Linked DNA regions of Mus musculus: region 1 is linked to region 2. A link is a contact called in public promoter capture Hi-C data. All regions are on one chromosome and are shown on one strand. Each heading gives the region's core, a stretch centred on a gene start, on an enhancer-like site or on the middle of the called end of the contact. The rest is flanking DNA. Distances are from core to core; before and after follow the strand shown.

Evidence for each region. Capture Hi-C pulls out chosen DNA fragments and counts their contacts.
Region 1: a contact with region 2 is called in a promoter capture Hi-C map of liver. The contact joins two enhancer-like sites. A contact is called at or near these places in 1 of 484 Hi-C or Micro-C datasets (regulatory T cells), 1 of 115 datasets of contacts at active chromatin or transcription factors (memory CD8 T cells) and 3 of 9 other capture datasets (adipose tissue, liver and pancreatic islet).

The regions. Positions count from the first base shown.
Region 1 is chr2:126,914,703-126,917,984 of GRCm38.p6, reverse strand. Sppl2a (signal peptide peptidase like 2A) reads left to right here. Exons shown (of 15, transcript NM_023220.2): 9 at 104-185; 10 at 700-774. Among named protein-coding and RNA genes, the nearest start is that of Mir3473g, 14 kb to the right of the region's middle. Within about 2 kb of position 1,519, at least 7 of the 459 cell types and tissues checked have an H3K27ac peak or open chromatin away from gene starts, as enhancers often do. A contact at or near this core is called in liver, where this site is marked.
Region 2 is chr2:126,596,020-126,599,434 of GRCm38.p6, reverse strand. It overlaps Hdc (histidine decarboxylase), which reads left to right. Exons shown (of 12, transcript NM_008230.6): 10 at 1,466-1,564. Among named protein-coding and RNA genes, the nearest start is that of Hdc, 21 kb to the left of the region's middle. Within about 2 kb of position 1,929, at least 88 of the 459 cell types and tissues checked have an H3K27ac peak or open chromatin away from gene starts, as enhancers often do. A contact at or near this core is called in liver, where this site is marked.

The sequences.
Region 1 (3,282 bases), core at 270-2,769, 320 kb before region 2:
CCATAACCATAATGACATAACCATAATGACCTATTTATTTAACTTTCATCTGAAGATAATGGAATGAAATAATAGGTTGATCTCTCTCTCTCTCTCTTTTTAGGTGGGCTTGGATTTTACAGGATATCTTAGGAATTGCTTTCTGTCTCAACTTAATTAAAACAATGAAGTTACCCAATTTCATGGTAAAATATATTATTTTATAGAGCTGTAATTTTTTTCTTTTTAAAACAATACGATTGAGGTATAATTTGCATATAGTAAGACAAGCTCATTTCATTGACACTCTTGAAATGTTGCAGATATACGGATGACTTTTGTAACTTCCATCAGCTTGAGCTACAGGCCATTCTGCAGGCTGCAGAAAGCTTGTTCTGCTTGTTTGCACTCAGTTCTAACCCAGGCCAGGCCAGCTGAGCGTTTCTGTCAGTCATGCTCATTCCTTAAAACCTTGTGAGATGAAATATTGGGGAAGAACATTCTTTGAATCAGAGATGATCCTAAGCAAATGGGATGCAGGAAGTAAAGATTTTTTTAAATGGCATATGCAATAAAATTACACATAGTGATAACCACGAAACACCTTTTAAAATAACATTCAAATATACATTTCCATGTTCACTTGTATTTGCAAAGTCAGTTATTGCACTAGTTTAGATGTGGGAAGTTTGACCTTTTAAATTCCTTTTTCTCTGACAGTCATGCGTGATACTGCTAGGCCTTCTTCTCATCTACGATGTGTTCTTTGTCTTCATCACACCTTTCATCACAAAGGTATGACCATTTAAAATTTACGACGAAGCCTTCAAAACGATGGAACTCTTTTTCTTAAATCTGTTTGTTTGCCTTGAGACAGGGTCTCCTCAGCATAGCCCTGGCAGGAAGAGAACTCTCTATGTATAGCTGGCTGGCCTTGAACTCCCAGAGATCCGCCTGCCTCTAGATTAAAGCCGTATGTCACCATTCCCTGCACATGCAGCTCCTGACATATTTTCTTAAATATTTACTTTCCTTACATGTGTATAAGTGAATACCTGCATGTGTGCATGTTCACCTCGTGCATGCCTGGTGCTCACAGAGGCCCACAGAGAGCATTCTTTCCCCTGGCACTGTTGTTCCAGGCCTTCAGATGCCACCCATCATGGGTATTGGAATCCAGGTCCCCTGCCAGAGCAGTGGTGCTCTTAATGCTGAGCCATCTTGCCAGCCTCAAGAAGGGAACCCTAACTCTCTTCATAGACTGTTGATTTTGCAGATTTGTATTTCAGAGTGAACTTTAATTTCCTTCAGGAAATTACCTTTGAAATTGGTCTTTCAGTAGAGGGTATATTAATATACAAGCTTTCAGTTGCTTCTTAGAGGACATAAGGAACTTCTGATTAGTATAAAGGGAGAATGTCTGTAATTTTTCTTTCCTTTTAAAAGTAAAACTTTCTTACAGCCAGTGTCTACTGTGGACAGTTTAGAGAGGGAGGGGAATGTGTCATTGATACCTTCATTTCTGAGAACTAATCTGAGAAGAGCAAACATCAGCATGCCAGCTCTGCAGGCCTGGAATGTACTGTGTACCCTGGCAGCCCCTCCTGGGCTTTAGGTCCCAGTCTACTTCGAGAAGCAATGCCAGCTTTTGACATCATTAGAATTCCTTTGGCTGAAGAACTCAACTTGATCTTTGTTTTTTGTTGTTGTTTTGTTTTGTTTTGTTTTTGTTTTTTTTTTAAAAACCAAACTATTATTACTATTATTTTTTTTTGAAATGAGTTTTCTCTGTACAGTCCTGGCTGTCCTGGAACTCACTCTGTAGACCAAGCTGGCTTTGAACTCACACAGATCCACCTGTCTCTGCCCCCTGAGTGCTGGAATTAAAGGGGTGTACCACCACTGCCAGGCCCAACTTGATCTTTCTATACCAACAAGGTCTCCTGTATCCAGGCCGCTCCTTGAAGCTAGGGTGAGGCTAACCTCAGTAAATGCTTAGTCCAGGGCTTCTCATTCTCACTGTCAGTTCTGTCCATTCTGTCTGCCTTTGGTTGTGTGGCTGGAAGCTCCTAAGTCATGCATTCCCCATTTTACCACCATTTTTCCTCTAACAAAGTGAGGAAAGGTGCCAAGTGAGCAAGTAAGTGGGCCAGCGAGTGAGCAAGCCAGCCAGTTGCCTTTCATTATTTGTTCAGTTTTCCGTCTTGGCCTTTTTCATATCAGGAACATATTTTTCATTATTGTCTAGTTCTCCCGTTTTCTCTACCATTTTATTTTGCACCTTGTCTTATAACTTTACATCGGCCCTTTATTCTTTGTGTCTCTTAGCTATTTCATATTTGATGGTGACTGTTTTTCTTCCCATTAGCTTTTGTTATCGTTAGTGCTATACTCAGGGTAGAACCCAGGACCTTTGTATTTTAGCCAAGCACTACCACAAAACCACATCCTTAGCCCCCTCCAGTGGGCTTTTATCCTTTCTTTAGACAATATATCATCTATTAAAATACTGCAAAAGCAGACAGTTGCTGCCAGCCATAAAGACAAACATATAACCTGTGGAGGAGCTAAAATTGCAACTAGGAAATAAAGATTTGAAACTATCCCAAAGTATTCATACCAGACTGTTTCGCAAGCACTTGCCCATGTCTTAAGGCGAGCTCTTTCACTCAGAGCCATCACTGAGCAGCAGTGGTACAAAAGGAAAACGGGAAAAGCATGAAGCCAGCAAGTGTGAGCTGTAACGGAAGCTGGGGGTTTTAAAAAAGCGTGTTCTCAAGCCAGGCAGACAGAGCAGGCCTTTAACTGTAGTAGTATTCAGGGGCAGAGGCAGGAGGATTGCCACAGTTTTCAGCCAGTTTACAAATGGAGTTCTAGGCAGCCAGCGAGGGGTACGTAGTGAGATCCTGAGGCAAAACCAAAGCTGTCCAAGCTAGTGGTAATTTATTTGGTGCAAAACAAAACAGCCCTGTAGAATACTCCAGAGGCAGTTAATAAAAGGAAAACACTGTTGATCTTAAACTTGCCTCGAATCCCAGCACTTGGGAGGCAGAGTTCAGGGCAAGTTTAGTTTACAGAGTGAGTTCCAGGATAGCCAGGGCTATAGAGAAACCCTGTTTCAAAAACAAAAACAAAAACAAAAAAAAGAAAATCAAAATCCTTATCATTGTCTTCACACAGCAGATAGTTCTCAGCATGCACTGGAAGAATAGCAGGAAATGATAGCCAGGTATCAAATTACTTCTTTTTCATCTTAAACCTGGTATCAGTTAAATGTTAGATGACGTTTTAAAGGTATAGGCC
Region 2 (3,415 bases), core at 680-3,179:
TTAAGGCAGTCTCAGGACCCACATGGTTTGGTTTTAGCAGAGTGAGAAGAACGGGATGGAGATTAAGCAGAAATCAGAGAAGTGCACAGCTCAGATACTTCCTGCCCCTCTCCAACCAGGTGGTCAGTTTACCATAATCATCTAGAAACCGGGACATTTTATAGGGGACTCTAAGCAGGCTGCGGCAGAGGTTCTGTCCTTTCCTAAGGTTTTGATGCCCTCTTCTGGCTGACAAAAGTCTCTCTCTCTCTCTCTCTCTCCCCTCCACCCTCCCCCTCCTGGTTGGAACTCCACTACACATATAGACCAGGCTGTCCTTGAACTCAGCAGGTCTGCCTGCTTCTGCCTCTCCAGTGCTGGGATTAAAGGCATGCACCATCATGCCTGAGAGTTTAGTGCAAGGAAACATACTGTCCTTGATACTGGAGTAATAAGCCAGCCGTGTCTACTCTGGGAGACTACAATGAAGCATAAAGATGGGGACATCAGTAAAGTTTTGGCAACTCCATGGAGAGAGGCAGAGGAATGGTCAACGAGATGGATATTTTTAGAGAGCAGAAATTGTGGCAGAGGTTTTCTGACATTTGAGGGGAAAGCTTAGGAGAAGTCACATTGCTTGTTAGAACAACTGCAAGTGTCCCGCAAACCGTTTGCTCTGTTTTCAGACCTGAGCACTAGGATTGGGAATTTTCAGAATCTATGGTAACTGCAGCTTTGAACTTTAAGCTCTGTTGAATTTGGTACCAGGACAGGGATCAGTTCAGACTGAGGCAGGGGTTCCTGTGCAGTCGGAAAGCTTGGATGGAGCATCTGAGGCCACAGGAATCTCACAGGTGAAAGCCAAAGCCAGTAGGTGGCAGCAAGATTAAGTAAGGACTGACCATCTTGGTGCCAGACAGACACACACATGTGATTCCTAGCTCACCTGTTTATCATCTAAACAGCCTACACTGCCTGGACAACTTTCTCTGAGGTTTTGCACTGTCCTCAAGCCACTTTCCTGGAAAGCACCTTTTGTCCTATGCCATTGATGTGCCCGTGAGGTGGCCCTGTGAAAGTCACACAGGGTAAGGAGCCAGGGCAGAGCTAAAGGGAAACCCAGGTCTGTGGGGCCCCAGGGTTTAAGCTCTTAATCACCATCCTAAAGCTACACTAATGTTGAGAAGAACAGACATAGAACTTTAATTTCTGCTACTCAAGGAACTTCTAGGAGTTTCTAGGCTGGGATGAAATACTTAAAACAGCAGTTTTCGAGAGGTCACGCTCGGTTCCAGGTCACAGGCTTGGAACTGTTAGTGTTACCCAGATAAGCTTGTCTTGGTTTGCTCCTTAGCAACAGCTTTGGGAGTCATGGTGACACCAGGGAAATCCCAGGAGTGCTCTGCAGGCAACACAGAATGCTAGGAGTGCCCGAGGGAGTGGGCACGTTGCTTCTAACCATGAGCTCTGTGTTATTTGTTTCTAGCATTGGCAGATCCCCTTGAGCCGGCGCTTTCGCTCCATTAAGCTGTGGTTTGTGATTCGGTCCTTCGGGGTGAAGAATCTTCAAGCACATGTCAGACACGTATGTTGCGCGAGAGCCGTGGGACTAAGCCCATGATTCTTTGCATTTTCCATGGGAAGGAAGACTTTGCCTCGGTTTTACAAATCTGCCCAGGGGATCCTTGGTTTGTGGCTCAGTGGTAGGGTGCGCAGAGGGACTTGAATGTTGGTTATGTAGAGGTGCGCTGATCTCCATGTAGTCCCAGTGGACTGTCTGTGATCTGTAGTTCACACTGTTTATTTTCTAAACAGTCACCACTAAGTGCAACTTCCTCTGTTCTGACATCCCTTGTTTCACCGATTTCCTGAGAGTCTCACCTTTCCTGTTGTTGTCTTTGAGAACTGAGCACTCAAAAGCCTAGTTTACGGAAAGAGAAAGTGAAAGTAGGTCAAAGAGCAGGGTCTATGGTCAAAGTAGGGCCGAGTCTTTAAGAAGGAGTGGCTGTCATGGCTCCCTGGTGAATGGTGTGTCAACACAGCCACACCTGCTCTTCACCTTCTAGGTGAGGTCTGTAGTGAACACACTACCTGTAATTGTGTCCTCCTCTCCCCTGGCCTCTGCTCTGTCTCATACACAGCTTGCCTCATGGGAGGGAAGAGAATAGGGCAGGAGGAGAATGTCTTATTAACTGGGAGACCTACTTTCTGCCGCCCAAGCCTTGGGAGAATCACCCTCCCTTGGATTTTAAAAAGTGAGGATGCTGACAAAGGTGGGCTCTGAGGGGACATTGTGGGGCATGTGAGTGAGACATGGAGAATTTTGACAGGGCAGGTGGTGAAAACAGGCCCAGAGGAAAGGAGTTATAGGGGAGAATCATAACCAGGTTAGAAATGGGGCATGGGCATATAAAGGCCAGGAGAACAGTTAGTATGCTTTTCCCGGACAAGGCCTGGACTTGCACATGAAGAACTTCTTAGGGATCAAGTGGGGACGTAGCTCCATTGGTACACTGTTTACTCCCCATGCACAAAGCCACTGTTTGACCCCCTAGTATTGCTTAACCTTCTCCTGGCAGCGCTTGCAGGTAGTTCCACAGTGGGGGGTGGAGGCAGAAGGATCAATGGTACCAGGTCGTCCTTGGCTACATTGTAACTTTGAGCCAGTCTAGGATCCATGAGAGAGAGCCTTTCTCAAAGAAAAGAAAAAGTTCATGAGGCGGTGGTAAGAGTTTGAAATTGACTGGAGAGAGAGAGAGAGTGGAGCAGATAGAGGAGCAGATAGAGGTTGGTTCAAATGGCACCGCCTCTTCATGGTCAAGGAAGACACCTGAAGCTCTGTCTTCTTTTAAAACGAAATATCAAGTGGGAGTTCCAGCCCATAAAAAAAAAATCACTTAGTGGGGCAGGAGAGATGACTCAGCAGTTAAGAGCACTGACTGCTCTTCCAGAGGTCCTGAGTTCAATTCCCAGCAACCACATGGTGGCTCACCACCATCTGTAATGGGATCTGATGCCCTCTTCTGGCATGTAGGTGTACATGCAGTCAGAGCACTCACATACATTAAATAAATCTTTAAAAATTAATTCACTTAGCAGAGAGTGTATGTGAGTCTCAGACTGGAATCTCTAGCCCTATCATGTGCTGTGTCTGTCACTTACTCCCCCCTCCCCACGCCCCCAGGTCTCATTTGTTGTTCTTGCTAGTCTGGAGCTCAAGGCTCCCCTCTCGAGTGCTGGCATTAAAGACTTAAATATCATCATTCCTGGCAACCTTGAACTTCCTCTGATCCTCCTACTGAAACCTCCCCATGTCTAACTTTATTCAGTTGTTGATTGAAGTCAGCATTTTGTGCAAGGTAGGCTAGTGGATTGCCAGTTGAGCCACAGCCCTGTCCTATATTCAAGCATTCTATGTAAATGTAAAACTCAAGAG